Regions from separate parts of the Hordeum vulgare genome. Here region 1 is linked to region 2. A link is a contact called in public Hi-C data. All regions are on one chromosome and are shown on one strand. The core of a region is the stretch at or near the end of the contact, and the rest is flanking DNA. Distances in the headings are between cores, read along the strand shown.

Evidence for each region. Hi-C and Micro-C count contacts between places; a contact is called where the count stands out from the background.
Region 1: a Hi-C map of leaf shows a contact between it and region 2, with 2.2 times the contacts expected there. The contact joins the promoter of LOC123407604 here to the enhancer-like site in region 2. A contact is called at or near these places in 3 of 6 Hi-C or Micro-C datasets (leaf and seedling) and 1 of 1 datasets of contacts at active chromatin or transcription factors (embryo).

What each region holds. Positions count from the first base shown.
Region 1 is chr7H:435,056,840-435,064,090 of MorexV3_pseudomolecules_assembly, forward strand. LOC123407604 (putative methylesterase 14, chloroplastic) reads left to right here and starts at 5,802. Exons shown (of 5, transcript XM_045100767.1): 1 at 5,802-6,875. The coding sequence starts at 6,567.
Region 2 is chr7H:434,819,136-434,826,638 of MorexV3_pseudomolecules_assembly, forward strand. No RefSeq gene overlaps it. Among protein-coding and RNA genes, the nearest start is that of LOC123412985, 68 kb to the left of the region's middle. Within about 2 kb of position 1,841, at least 1 of the 3 cell types and tissues checked has open chromatin away from gene starts, as enhancers often do. A contact at or near this core is called in leaf, where this site is marked.

The DNA.
Region 1 (7,251 bases), core at 4,552-7,051, 240 kb after region 2:
TTGGTTACCGAATGTTGTTCGGAGTCCCGGATGAGATCACGGACGTCACGAGGGTTTCCGGAATGGTCCGGAAACGAAGATTGATATATAGGATGACCTCATTTGGTTACCGGAAGGTTTTCGTGCATTACCGGAAAAGTTTCGGGCTCATCGGTAGTGTACTGGGAGTGCCGGGAGGGGTGTCGGGGACCATCAGGAGGGGTGTCACACCCCAAGGGGTCTCATGGGCTATGGGAAGAGATAAACCAGCCCCTAGTGGGCTGGAATAAGTTCCCACTAAGGCCCATAAGGTTTGAGAAGGAAAAAACACAAGGTGGAAAGAGTTTCCAAGTGGGAAGGTGGAATCCTACTCCAAGTAGGATTGTAGTAGGACTCCTCCACCCCCAATTTCGGCCAAACCTTTAGGTTTTGAGGCTGCCTCCTCCCCTCCCTCCCTCCTATATATAGTGGGGTTTTAGGGATGATTTGAGACAACTTTGCCACGGCAGCCCGACCACATATCTCCACGGTTTTACCTCTAGATCGCGTTTCTGCGGAGCTCGGGCGGAGCCCTGCTGAGACGAGATCATCACCAACCTCCGGAGCGCCGTCACGCTGCCGGAGAACTCTTCTACCTCTCCGTCTCTCTTGCTGGATCAAGAAGGCCGAGATCATCATCGAGCTATACGTGTGTTGAACGCGGAGGTGCCGTCCGTTCGGCACTAGATCGTGGGACTGATCGCGGGACGGTTCGCAGGGCGGGTCGAGGGACGTGAGGATGTTCCACTACATCAACCGCGTTTCTTAATGCTTGCGCTGTGCAGTCTACAAGGGTACGTAGATCGAATATCCCCTCTCGTAGATGGACATCACCATGATAGGTCTTCGTGCGCGTAGGAAATTTTTTGTTTCCCATGCGATGTTCCCCAACACGAACTTGAGCAGAACCAATCTAGAGCTCCGGCAGGACGGTCGTGCCGGGGAAACTTCCCTCCCGGAGGGGGAAATTGTCGCCATCGTCATCACCAACACTCCTCTCATCGAAGGGGACTCGTCACCATCAACATCTTCATCAGCACCATATCATCTCCAAACCCTAGTTCATCTCTTGTAACCAATCTCCGTCTCACGACTCCGATTGGTACTTGTAAGGTTGCTAGTAGTGTTGATTACTCTTTGTAGTTGATGCTAGTTGGATTACTTGGTGGAAGAGTTTATGTTCAGATCCTTGATGCTACTTATTACACCTCTGATCATGATTATGATTATGCTTTGTGAGTAGTTACTTTTGTTCCTGAGGACATGGGATAAGTCTTGCTATTAATAGTCATGTGAATTTGGTATTCTTTCGGTATTTTGATATGATGTATGTTGTCTTTTCCTCTAGTGGTGTTATGTGAACGTCGACTACATAACACTTCACCATATTTGGGCCTAGAGGAAGGCATTGGGGAGTAGTAAGTAGATGATGGGTTGCTAGAGTGACAGAAGCTTAAACCCCAGTCTATGCGTTGCTTCGTAAGGGGTTGATTTGGATCCACTAGTTTAATGCTATGGTTAGACGTTGTCTTAATTCTTCTTTCGTAGTTGTGGATGCTTGCAAGAGGGGTTAATCATAAGTGGAATGCTTGTCCAAGTAAGGGCAGTACCCAAGCGCCGGTCCACCCACATATCAAACTATCAAAGTAACGAACGTGAATCATATGAACATGATGAAACTAGCATGACAGAAATTCCCGTGTGTCCTCGGGGGCGTTTTACTTCCTATAAGACTTTGTTCAGGCTTGTCCCTTGCTACAAAAGGGATTGGGCCACTTTGTTGCACCGTTGCTACTCTTGTTACTTGTTACTTTTCACCTGCTACGTTTCACCTCACTACACCATCACTTGTTACCGCTACTTTCAGTGCTTGCAGTTATTACCTTGCTGAAAACCGTTTATCAGAGCCTTCTGCTCCTCGTTGGGTTCAACACTCTTACTTATCAAAAGGACTACGATTGATCCCCTATACTTGTGGGTCATCAGCCCTCCACCTGAATTATATTTAATTTTGCCTATAAGGCTTTGCAGCCTCGCAAGATAGGTTTAAGCGAACCAGAAGTACAACGGACACAAAGAAGAAGAGATAAACAAAAAACTCACGCCAACTACACACATCAGGAAGAACAAGGAACAAAAACACAATAAAGAACACCATAGGAGAAGCCCAACATTGGTCAGCCGGTTCAAACCCCGACATTGCACCGTCGACGCAATCCAACGACACCTCGCAAACCAAGACATCACAATGCCGTGACACATGTCCTGCATCGTGAGGCACAGTCGAAGGCCTCGCAAGGACGAGACGACGCCACGACACCTGTGTGCCAACGGCATAGACAGAGGCATCGCCAAGAAACCAAGCGGTAGCAGTACATCGTCGATGCAATCCAACAGCACCTCACAAACCAAGATTGCACAACGCCATGACACCAACTATGCCCGGGGTGCATTCGAACGAAAATGTGAGGCCGAGACGACACCACAACACCTATGTGCCAACAGAGTAGCCATAGGGACCGCCTAGCAGAGACACACCAGGAGCACTCGAACACGACACAGCCCACCGTCGACCCCAGACCGTACGCACCACCACCATCGACCACCCACCTCACACTTGCCAACCACCATCGCGAACCTCGGGCAAGCAGAGTGGAGCAGCATCTCTCAAGACAAGCGCCACCACTGTGGTAAAACAACGTCAAGGACGCCGCCGCCGTCCGATCCAGAAGCTGGAACCAAGGCTTTTTCCTAGAGAACGAACAAAGTAGGCGTGGAACCAATGCATCACACAACGACACCTCCAAGGAGGGATCCGACACCAGAAGGCGACGCTGCCGTCGGTGCCTACCGAAATCGGCATAGGGCTTTCACCCCGAAGCATCACCCGCGCCACCCGGTTGCTGCCGAGACCAGAGGCACCATCGAAAAAGGCAGGCCGCCGTTGAGGCCCCGCCACCCCCAGCAGCCATCGACCCGGGATCGTAGATCAGTCGCGCACCTCGCGCGCCAGAACTGCTGAGACCCCGCGCCGGCCCAACCCCCCGCGCACACGGCACCCCAGCCACGCTGCACCATCTCCACCGCCTTGCAGCCACCACCTTGCGACTGCCGCCGCCAACCGGAACCGCGAGGCGCACCCATGGTCGTCCACAGTGCAGACAACCATGAGCGCCACCCTGCACTATGCCCAAGCGCCCCGAACAGACCATGGGGACTGAGCCAGCGCGTCGTCGGCCACCAGGACGCGCCCACAGCTCACACCCGTCGTCATGAGCCGATCGCACGGAGGCAGGCAACGGCCTTCGGCCCATGCTGCCCCAGCCGGGCCGCTCCTCGTACCTCGCCACTCGAGCCACCGCCAACAGATTACAGGCCCACCGAGCATGCCCCCCCACGCACTAGATCCCCGCAAAGCCGCCACAACCCTGTGCTCCGACCACACCTCCGACGCGTCGGACGACTTGCCGCCACCACACCCCACGCAAGCGCTGCGCCTCCGGCCAGATGCAGCAACCCACGGTGCACGCACCCATGGGAGGGGAAGGGAATTCCCCGCCGCCGCCTCCATCGACCGGCCTTTCCCCGACGGTGGACGCCGGCGGTGACGAGGGGGAGGGACGAAGCGAAGGGGACGGGGGCGGCGCGGTGACGGTTTTCCTTCCTCGCTCACGGGTGCGGGTCGGGCGAATCTAATGAAAGCTAAAACTTTAATTTGGTGTGTCGTAGAAATCGCGGATTTGCGAGACAGACAGGTGGGTGCGTGCCCCAACGAGTTTTGAGGATATACTATATATGAAGAAATTTTAGTTAAAATGAAACTAAAACTTGCACACAAAGTATTTCGAAAGAAGAAAAGAAATGTAGCACCTCGTGGCCCATCTACCTATCTCTGGTAGATGTACAAACATAAACATGTGCCTTTCTTTTTCTTGTTGATGTCAAAAGAGATATCAGTATATGCAAAAAGGACGTTAAGAGACGATAAGAAGACGACAACCCTAAATAAATTAATTTGTGATAGTAGTAATTATAATTACTAAGGGCATGTACAACGATGTTGACTCAGGTGTCTGTAAAACATGCCACCTAGGATTTATAATGAGTTGAATGAAAGATAAAGAAGAGAGAGGAAGAGGTCGTCTATAATTCTATAGACCGTCGAATCCCGTGAAAATCAGTGGCTAACGACGCTTATTTTATCGTTGTATCGAATGTCGTGTGGAAGACTGTAGTGATCGCACGATGCTCGTTGAGATTTTTCAGGCGGACATTGGTTTCTAACTTTTTACATACACCAAAACAGACAACTTGTTGTATGCGGTGTATGGGACGTGAACAATGACTATAGATAGACAGGTGTCTTTACCTTTGTACATGCCCTAATAGCTGAGTTGAGGTTTCTTTTGTCACGTGTTGGGATAAATTTTTTTGTTTTGACCTTTTGTCCTAACAAATTCTGAAATTGACCTTACTTTAAAAAAAATCTGACCTCCTTTGGTGACGCCAACATCTGTGACGTCTCGTTTGTATGAGAGACGCCAAGTTCCGTGACGTCTGGTACGGACCTGCATGACCGGCTAACCCATTGAGAAGAGAAATCAATCCTTTTGGTACGGAACCCTGGCGTCTGGTCGTGAACGAGATGCTAAGGACCCTCACATCTAATACCAAACGTCAGAGACTTTGGCGTTTGGTTTCAGCAGATCACACAAATATACTTTTGGTAATATGTGCCACGTCATCCAGACGTCAGGGTCCTTGGCGTCGGACCAGACGCCGGGATCCCTCGCGTCTGATACCAAGCCACGCACAAACTTAACGGGTCAATCGGTCATGCGAGTCCGTATCAGACGTAAGGGACCTTGACGTCTTCCATGTAAACCATGCGTCAGGGATGTTGGGGTCATCAAAAGAGGTTATATTAAAACTTTTTTTTAAAGTAAGATCAATTCTGCAATTTGTTAAGACAAAAGATAAAAAAAAAATGTCCCACACGTTGTACCCAGGGATCCATGGAGCGGATACTACAAGGAGAGCGAGTGAGATGACGTGCCGTTGCAACCAAGCGGCATGCCCTTGTCCCGTAATTCAAGTGTGGTGTTAATGCGCCGGCCTGTTTAAGCTAAGGTATCGCCGTCAGCAGCGACGGTGAGTAGTACACTCGTGTTGCTTTCTCATTAGTTATGTATAAGCACGCACAGTACGTACCGCTGACGGAAGCAAATGAAATACTAATAACATAACAAGCCGACCCCAATGCATCCACATCAAAAATCACACCGGCCTCCAGCAGGGAAAACGCCTTCCGCTCATCAAAAACCACACGCTCGCTCGCTCGCTCGCATGTCCCGCCCTACCGTACTCCACAGTGTCTCTCACAGTGAAACAGTACGACCGTTGCACTGGCGACGCAAAGGACATGAGCCGACGGATTTACTCCAACAGTGCTTCCGCATCCGTTCATCAGGCGCCCACCATTTTTCGCAATCCACACAAAGTAATGCTTACTGTGGTAGCTCAAAAGCACAGTGGATCATGAGGGTCAAAAAAGGGACTCAAAAGTCAGGCATGAACCTATTTCCTGAAAGCGTGAGGCAGGGCCTCGCTTTGGATCCGAGAAAGGCAGACCAGGATATCCCCAGAAATGGAACAAAAACCATAGTAACATTGATAATTAAGGGAAAGAAGCTGGCTGAAATTTTATCTTTATATGTATGGTTTGATTATGAATGAAGAAGAATAATAGGAGAAGGACAGGGTGGTGGGTCAAAAGCCAGACAATTAAGACACCCAGTGGATTAGCAGTGAAGAAAATAACAAAAAAGAGGTCTCCTTCCTCGACTTCTTTTTCCTCTCTTCTCTCTCTCTCTCTCTGCAAGAGAGGGGGAGAGGGAGTGGGAGGAGACTCCACCACACCAGCAAAGGCAAAGGGAGAGGGAGCACAACAAGAGACACAATTCCCAGGAAACCGCCGCCTAAAGCTTCTCCTCCCTTTGTCTCTCTTCGCTGTTGCTTCCAAATCTCTAATCTTTCTCTCTTTCTTTCGTTTGTTCCATTCCAAATTATCTGTGCGGGAGAAGATCCAAAAGATACAGGAGAGGAGAGAGAGAGGGGGGGAATAAATCCTTTTTGGCGAGATTCGTGTGGGGGAGAGACGAGTTAGGTGTCAGGACCACTCATAAATTCCGCCTCTTCCCTTCTTCTTCTTCTTTCAGATCTGCTCCGTGCTTCCTCTTCCTCCTCGCATCGCTTTTGCCAACCCAACCAACCAACCAGCCGTGCTTCTCGCCGGAGAGAGCAGGGCAGGGCGCCGTTCTTCCTCCCGCTTGGAGAAAAATCTTTCTTCTCGTCCGCCATTCTTTTTTAAGCTTAGTTTCTTCCAGTACGAGTTTTCTTGTTCCTGTTGAGTTCTTCCTCTTCCCGTGCGAGCCAAACTCCCACCCTTCTTGGAGCAGAAATCGGCCTTTTGTTTTCTTGCTCGTCTCTGCCGATTTCTTCTTGAGACATAGACGCCCTCCTTTTTCCGCCACAAGCTATCCTCTCCGATGGGCAACGCGTTCGCGTGCATGCCGCGCAAGGAGCACCGGGGCGCGGCCGCGGTGTCGCGCAGCAAGCGGATGGGGAGCGCCCGCCCGCCGCGCGGCGGCGCGGCCAAGCTCACGCCGGCTGAGGAGGAGCTCCTGCACCGCCAGGCGCTCGCCATGGCCATCCACCAGCACCTCGACGCCGGCGGCTCCATGTCGCGCCGCATCGACGCCGGCGCCGGCTCCATGTCCCGACGAATCGGCCCCGGCTCCACCAGCTCCCGACGCCACGGCAACCTCCCGGACTCCGTCACCAATGCCACCAAGGCTGTAAGCCCTCCCCCGCCTTTCTCTCTTTCTGCTTCATGCTCCCTCCCTTGTAGGTTGTAGCATCCTTGCGTCTTGTTCTTGCCTAGAAAAATATACTGTCTACAATGTTATACTTTACAGTAGTAATTAACAAGTTCATTGTCAAAGAAAGTTCTGAATTTCTTTGTACAGAGGTTGGTCCAGTTGCAAACTGTACTTGGTAATGTCTAGTGCCAAACTTTTCAACTGCAAGAGTCCTTGCGGGACCAGTTGGCCATCTGGCCCTAAATGATTTGGCCTTATCATACTGTTGTTGTATGCTTTGTTGTTTAAGTTGTTTGGTCGGCAAAATTCTGTCATTATCAGAGTGGTACCACAGCATTGTCAGTTGCCTGGT
Region 2 (7,503 bases), core at 591-3,090:
ATGACTTACTCGCCGCCGCCGAGGGGAGAAGCTCAACTATGGTCGTCGATCGAAGGTACCACTATCACGTGGGTCAAGGCTGTCATCGCCCTATGTGCAAGTGACCCATGTGGCGGTTGTTAGGGCTGTGTCGCGAAGCTCTAGTTACCCATCGAGTTGTCCACCTCCAAGTACTCATTCTCCTCGCGGTGATCCCTCCGTCGGCAGCTGCCTCGCCGCTCAGCTAGATTTGGCCGCCGCCATCGTACGACAGATAGAGGAGGGAATGAATGAGAAGAGAGTAAGTGAGTGCCCGGGAGAGATGGGGGGAGGAGGCTGACCTAATGAAAACGGCCCACCGACAGAGTTGGTTAGCGACTGTCATCCCCTCTTCATCTCCATCATCATATGTGGCAAGCTCCGGCGGGCCTGGGCAGTCAAAAATTTGGTTAGATCGGCTCCAATCGGTCATAAGAATTTATTGAGAAAATTAATTAAAAAATCGGCTGACTTGTGTAGTGTAAAAGAAATATGCTAGCAAAACTGAACTTGAACTTAGAATGTAATAGTTTTTTCACTCGGGTTTATGAGCTCGAAGATTAGACCTTTCGGTATCTTAAAGCATTTCTTTTTCTGCAGGGAGATCTCTAGTTATCTTAAAGTTTACTTAACGCAACCCCATGATACATGAGGTTAGCAAAATCAAAAATTCATATAAAGTTTACTTAACGCACATGCGGAACATGCTTGGCTGACGTCATTCCACCACCGAATTTTAAGTGGTTGTTAAAAATCGATTCACCTTTTTGCTCTTGTCATGTGCGATCGCTTAGAATAATGTTCTCAGAGAATCCTTTTGGTCAACATATTTACCGGTCACGTGTTGCCGCCCACAGTGAACAGCAAAAATGAACGTATTTTAAATGGTCCAAGAGATCAAAATAAAAGTAGCCACGCTAATTGATTAAGCGTTTCATATACTACTTCTAAATTTCATGAGCAAGCTCTTACAATAGATTTTTTATGCATTAGTAAATAAACTTCTATCATATTTGCTAAAGTAATATTTTGTACTCCTTCCGTTCCACAATGTAGTGCCTATATTTTTTCAAAAACTCAAATATTACAAACTTTGATCATATTTATAGAGAAAAATAGGTACATCTAGAATACAAAATGCACGTCATTGAATACGTCATGAGTTATATTTTCATAATGTACACTTTGATAGTGTAGATGTAGACAATTTTTTTTATAAACTTGGTCAAAGTTGGTAAAGTTTGACTTTAGAAAAAATCTACATGCACTACATTTTGAAATGGAGGGAGTAGCTCTAGAATTTACAAGCATTTAAAGGACCAGGATATGCACATGTGTTCTTTTACATAAATACACACACATGAATATCTTTTTAAAAGTTACACACACATGAGTATCAATCCTTGTCATGTGCATTAGCATATCCCCTTGTCTGGCCTTAGTGAGACTTGTCGCACAGGAAAGTAGAAAATGACACCCACCCACACCCACTGCATGTGCCTGTCAGTCATGAACTCATGATCCCCTTTTCAGTGCTCTTGCAAAACTCTGCAAAATAGCCGGACTGCTGTGGCAAGGTCCCGTTTAGAACACAAACACGTGACCATTTTGCACACTCAAAACAGAATCAGATACGGACTATATCCTGTAAGGTTGATGCAAAACAATCACGCAGAATTTCATCTTAGGCCTGATTCATACTTCAATACAGGAACATGGAGAATAAGGCGAGAGTTGGCAGCAACTGATCAATGGGTCATCCGAATCGGAGCAATGCGTTGATTGGACTAACAGTGAGATGATCCCAGCCCACTCCCGTCATCAAGAAAGGTTATCCATATCTGTTGATGAAAGCAACAGAAAGAAACAGAGATTAATAAATCATGCAGTTTCCTCATGAAAAGGACGTAAAGCAACATGCATTTCTTTGTGGAAGGAAAACAAATCATGCAGGTGCACGGCGAGGAGGAAGCGCGTTGCGCACATGGAATAATTCTCTTGATTCATGGGCAGGCTTAGTGGCTGGCGAATCCCTTGACAGATGATTATGTCTCCTCGTAGAAGGCTACATTGTTGAGTATATTGATTAGTTAGAAAAGATAAGATAGATTAGGAGTTATTCTGGTTTGTCTTATACTTCAAGTTGATCGTGTACGAGGGTCAAACAATACAACAACTATTTCACCAATCCTTTTCTCCCGTTCAACTTGCTATCTGCCGCAAGTTTCTTGACCTAGCCGCGTCCACCACTTTCGCCCCGCGTGCCGTCCCTGGGACGGTCGGCCTCCATGACCGCCGCCGAGGGCCGCGTCGCTCGTACCTTGGTTTCGTCCGCCGGTCCTGTTGACCGGCTGCCCTAGAGAGTTTTTTCCGATCTCTTGATCCGAGTTTTCTCTCTCATGTCGGTCTTTTGATCGACGCTCTTTCTTTTTGGTTTTCCGATCTAAGGTCGGTTTGCGTCGCCCGCCGCCGCCATCGTCCACCGCGCCTCTACTTCAACATCGGCGCGATCCGGCCTCTACGACCCAACGGCCTCACGCGAAGTGGCGGCCCCTTCTGGCCATCGACCGTGTGTCTTCCCGTCGTCGTCCTGCACCGGCCATTGCCGCCCTTCTCCGACTGGGACTGTTTCATCATCATCCGCCTCCATAGTCGCCTCATACGGTCGCGCCGCCGCCTGCAGTCGGGCCGGCTGCGTCGGGCCGACTTCCGGCTCGGGCCGCATCGACCTCGCCGCCTCCTGCCGCACCGCCTGCGTCGGGCCGGCTAGCTCCGACCGCACCGCCTGCCTCAGACCGCCTGCGTCGGGCCGGCTATCGGCTCCGGCCGCATCGGCCTCGCCGCCTGCCTCGGGCTGGATCCCGGCTCCGGCTGCGTCGGCTGCCTCGGGCCGGCTACAGGCTCCGGGTGCATCGGCCTCGCCGCTTGCCTCGGGCCATGTGCCGGCTACTCGGCCGCCGCCACCCCGCCTCCACTGAGCGACGTCCCCGACCTCGCGCGCGATCGGATTGATCACCCGTCTGCGCGCGATCCGCGTCATCTACGCCCTGCGACCGATCTGGCCCGTTGGTTGCGCATGCCCCCATGTCCCGTGAAGACTGTCCCAAGTAAAGCGCGCCCTTCATCGATCGAGCATCGGGCTATCGCTGTGTCGCCCCATCGGGCCGTAGTGCCACCGCCTCGTGGTTCTTCCCTTGGCTGTATCGCCGTGCACTACCGCTACGCCGCCCCATCGGGTCGTCGTGTTGTGGCACGCGGTCTATGCCGCCGCCCCGAGGTCTTCCTGCCGTCACCCCGACCCGCGCACTGCCGCTTCGCCCCCCCTTCGGGTCGTAGCCACGCGGCGCACGGTCCACTCCACCGTCCCCGCGCGTTGACTTCCCGTGGTTTGCGCCGCGCCATCTCTATTGGCACGGGAATGCCATCGTCCGCGCCGGTCTTCATCACGTTGTCGTGTTCTTCCTCGCCTACATCGAGCATCACCGCCGCGTACCTACCCAGCCGCCGCCATCGCCTCCGCCTTCAGGACGCTGCCGCCGCCGCCGTCGCCTCCACCTTCAGGCCGCCGCCACCGTTCTCCTTTGGCGCCACAGCTCGCTCAACCGAGCCGCATCGCCCGTCCACCTCCTTCATCTTCGTCCAGCACCAGCTCCTCGTCAGCGTCGACGTCGTCTACCCCGACTCCTCGACATGACGTACAACTTGTGCAGGTCCCTGATCTCCGCATGCCCGGTGCTGGCAACATCGACGTGTGCGTTCGTCCCAAGTGTGTTCCCAGGCCTCGCAAGCCTGGAGCTATGCATCGTCAACATCGACTTCGTCCGTCTACGCATGCGCGATGCTGGCAACACCGATGCGTGCCTTCGTCCATGATGTGTCCTCGGGCTTGGCAAACCCGACACGATGCCTCGTCAACTACGTCTTCTTTCCGACGCACCACTTCTTCAACACCACTGCACCCCATGACTAACTCGGCGCCTCCTTGCGCCCACGGCTCCTCGGCGACTTCCTCGACACTGGCTACCCCGACTCGACATCGACCACGACGTTCTTTGCACGGCTACCTCGACCAAGGATACACCACCCTACGCTCTCGGCTACCTCGACATCGGCACAAAGGGCTACCGCCTAGCTTGCGCAACCTCGTAGGTTTCCACTCCAGCCAAAACTATCGTGATGCATCGACCATTACGACTGTGGGGAGGGGGAGGGGATAACCGTTGGCTTACCTTCAAATTCTTCTCCAGTCTCATCGTTTGTGTCGCTACCGTTGTGACTGCGGGGGGATGTCAAGTATATTGATTAGTTAGGAAAGATAAGATAGACTAGAAATTATTCTCGCTTGTCTTGTACGCTAAGTTGATCATGTACTCCTATATATATGCCCACGAGGCTCAAGCAATACAACAACTATTCCACCAATCGTCTATTCCCCTCAACTTCCACGATACAGTCGATGTTTTTTATTTTTGGCATGGACCTTCATGTTTTTTCTTACATCTTGCTTTATTGCACATTTGCAGATTGAGATGGGGTCTTTCGTGCATGCTTACATGATTTTTTTTCATTATTATTTTTGCAGGGAAGGCATGTTTACATGATGAGGTGATATATATGCATGTTGAGAAAAGTATGTTAGTCGATACTTACTATTTAGATATAGAAGACTATCGGTTTGTGGGATTCGAACATTCCGTACTATTCGTCTAATTATGTTGTTACTATTTAGATATAGTAAGTCTCGACATACAATTTCTTGATCTTCATAGGTTGATAGATGAGAAGTAAATAGCATAAAACTATCATAATTCAAGATAGGGCATCCAAAAATGTCCTTTTTTAGAAACTACAAAAAAAATCTAATGGTAACCTCGAGAGAAATGGTTGACCTTTCGGATGATACGCCGTCTTTTAGATAGTCACGAGGTAGAGAAATGATTGACAACTCTATTGGCCTGTACGAGATGGTGACTCTCACGCGCTGGGCGGCGTCAGGAAATGAAGATTGGGTATTCATCCATTTTTTTCTCTAAATGTAGTATATGAATCAAATAACACAAGACTAGCAATATATAAACAAAACAACACTAACATAGCAACAATAGTAATATTTTATTGTATCAGACCATAACGACATGAATACATAAGTAACTTTTGATTGATAAAGTGATGATATCCTTCTTATAATATAACTCCGCGGTTGCCTTTTTGGAAGAGATTGATGATATCTTCATCCTTCACACTTGATTGAAAAATTCTCTCTCAAAAAATGTAACCAAATAATTGTTGAAATATTCATCACCCATTTTGTTCCGTAACATATTCTTCACATAGCTCATTGAAGAGAATACCCTTTCAACACTAGAAGTAGCTACTGGCAGAATCGATACCAACTTAATAAGCTTGTAAACAATATGATATTATTCATGCTTGTTTGTCTCAACAAGCATAACTGAAAGCTCACACACCTTTTCAGGTTTTAAAACCTTTCATCTCTACGCACATTAGTAACATACATGTTTAGATGGCATGGAAGTCTTGCCACTTCATCACTTGTAAAATCAGAAGCATAAAACTTTGTAGCAAGCCTAACCAACTTCTCTTGGTCATAAGCAGCAAATAGATGAAGTGGACATAATGCTGCCATACAAGAAAGTAGCTCCGTGTTTACCTCATCAAATCTGTCATTCAGCTCACTGATTTGCCTATGGATGACACCCACAAACATATCAACCTTGAAGCGGTGGTAATTGATGGCACCATTACATAAACCCCTTCTAGGCCGACCAACGGGAAAGTAAGGACCCTCCATATCAACAACTTTGATCTTACGTGTAGGGGAACCCCCAGCGCCGCCGATGCTCTCACGATGAATTTTTAGAGTAAAAGACGACGTATGGTACGACCGCATACGGTCATAGAGCCGCTCGTACCAGGGCAAACATAACGTCATTTCGCTTATTTTTGACGTGTGAGGTTGATGGGTACTTTCTAACAGATCATTCACCTTCTATTTTTTTCTTAATTACCTTCAAAGCTACTTAGCCAATAATCTTTATTGCACACTGCGTTTTTTTCGATTGGATATATGAACACAGTTTGTACACCAAATTGATGTTTTTTTCATTTCTGTGTTATTTTTACAGGGACTTGGATCTTATGTGATGATGCGTACGGTACTTAGATCTTATACGATGATGTGTGTTGTATTATTCCAATCGTATAAAGATCCACACAAGCCACTTTGTTTCGATTCGACATGTTTCAACTACAAGTGCCCTCTAATGTTTTGCAATTTAAACCTTGCACAATAAATCACTTAGTAGTAAGTTTCTTGCCTTGAGTTAGACATCCTATAATTAGGCACTTAGAAACTGCACACTCGTGTTAATTTTATCTCAAACACATTTCATCACAACCTAGCGGAGGATCCTTTAGAATTAGTTCGTTGACTTAAGCACAGTGATTAGGTTGATGAAACGATCTTTATGAGGCAGATGTTTTTACCACTTATGTATCCTTTGTGCTACAAAAAATGAAAATCCCAAAAAGGCACAAAAATACCTCTTTTTTATTTTGAGTTTGTGTTCAACGGGTTCTATCGTGGGGGGGAGGGGGTGTGGGGGGGGGGGGGAGGGGGGCAGGCACCACATCACAACAAAGAAATTTGTTGAAGCAAGATATGTGTCCATTGGAGGAGAGGTCATTTAAACTCCAATGGTAGAAGTGTCCAACTCTTGCTTAATCTTAAGTTTGGAGACGTAACCACTTCTCATGCTCTCTTTTAAAAATGTATTTTTTCTTTACTCTCTTAATTTTACGAGTTTTGAATTGCAAAGTTCTAAGCTCGGGAGGTTATATTTGCATGTCTAAGGTCTTATGCAATGTTATTTATCATATACTTTTCATGCAATCATGTGTTCCATTGTTTTGATATGCTTGCTTTGGTGAAATCCAGTTTACCCTCCAAAATATATTATCATGTTCTTTTTATCAAAAACAATAAATGAGTCTTTTATAGGTTGACTTTTTTCACTTAATTACATAAGTTGGAGATTCTAGTGGTGGCTTGATTATCAATAGAATCATGTAGAGGCTTTTTGTTGATGAACCCAACGACTTTGGTTGATCCGGGATGTGCAAACTGTAACCGCCACCAAACTACCCCTCGGGGTACTGAGCTTTTGAATCTTATACAACATGATAGTGTGACACTGTTGTGTAGTGTATAAATTCTTTATTATTAATCCGAGTTTGAAGCCTTTACACTTTTGTTTCATCTTTTATTGCTAGATTCTTCGTCACAGAGCATTGCCCACTATTATATTTAGACTTGGTGCATATTTCGTCGGTACATCCAAACCCATGAGAGGGTTTCCTCTAGTTCTCTGTTCTCCTACACATAAACTCAACATATCTTCTAAAAGCCACCATACCTACATACCATGGCATTTTTATGGCCACTCTAAGTATATCGCCTTGCAC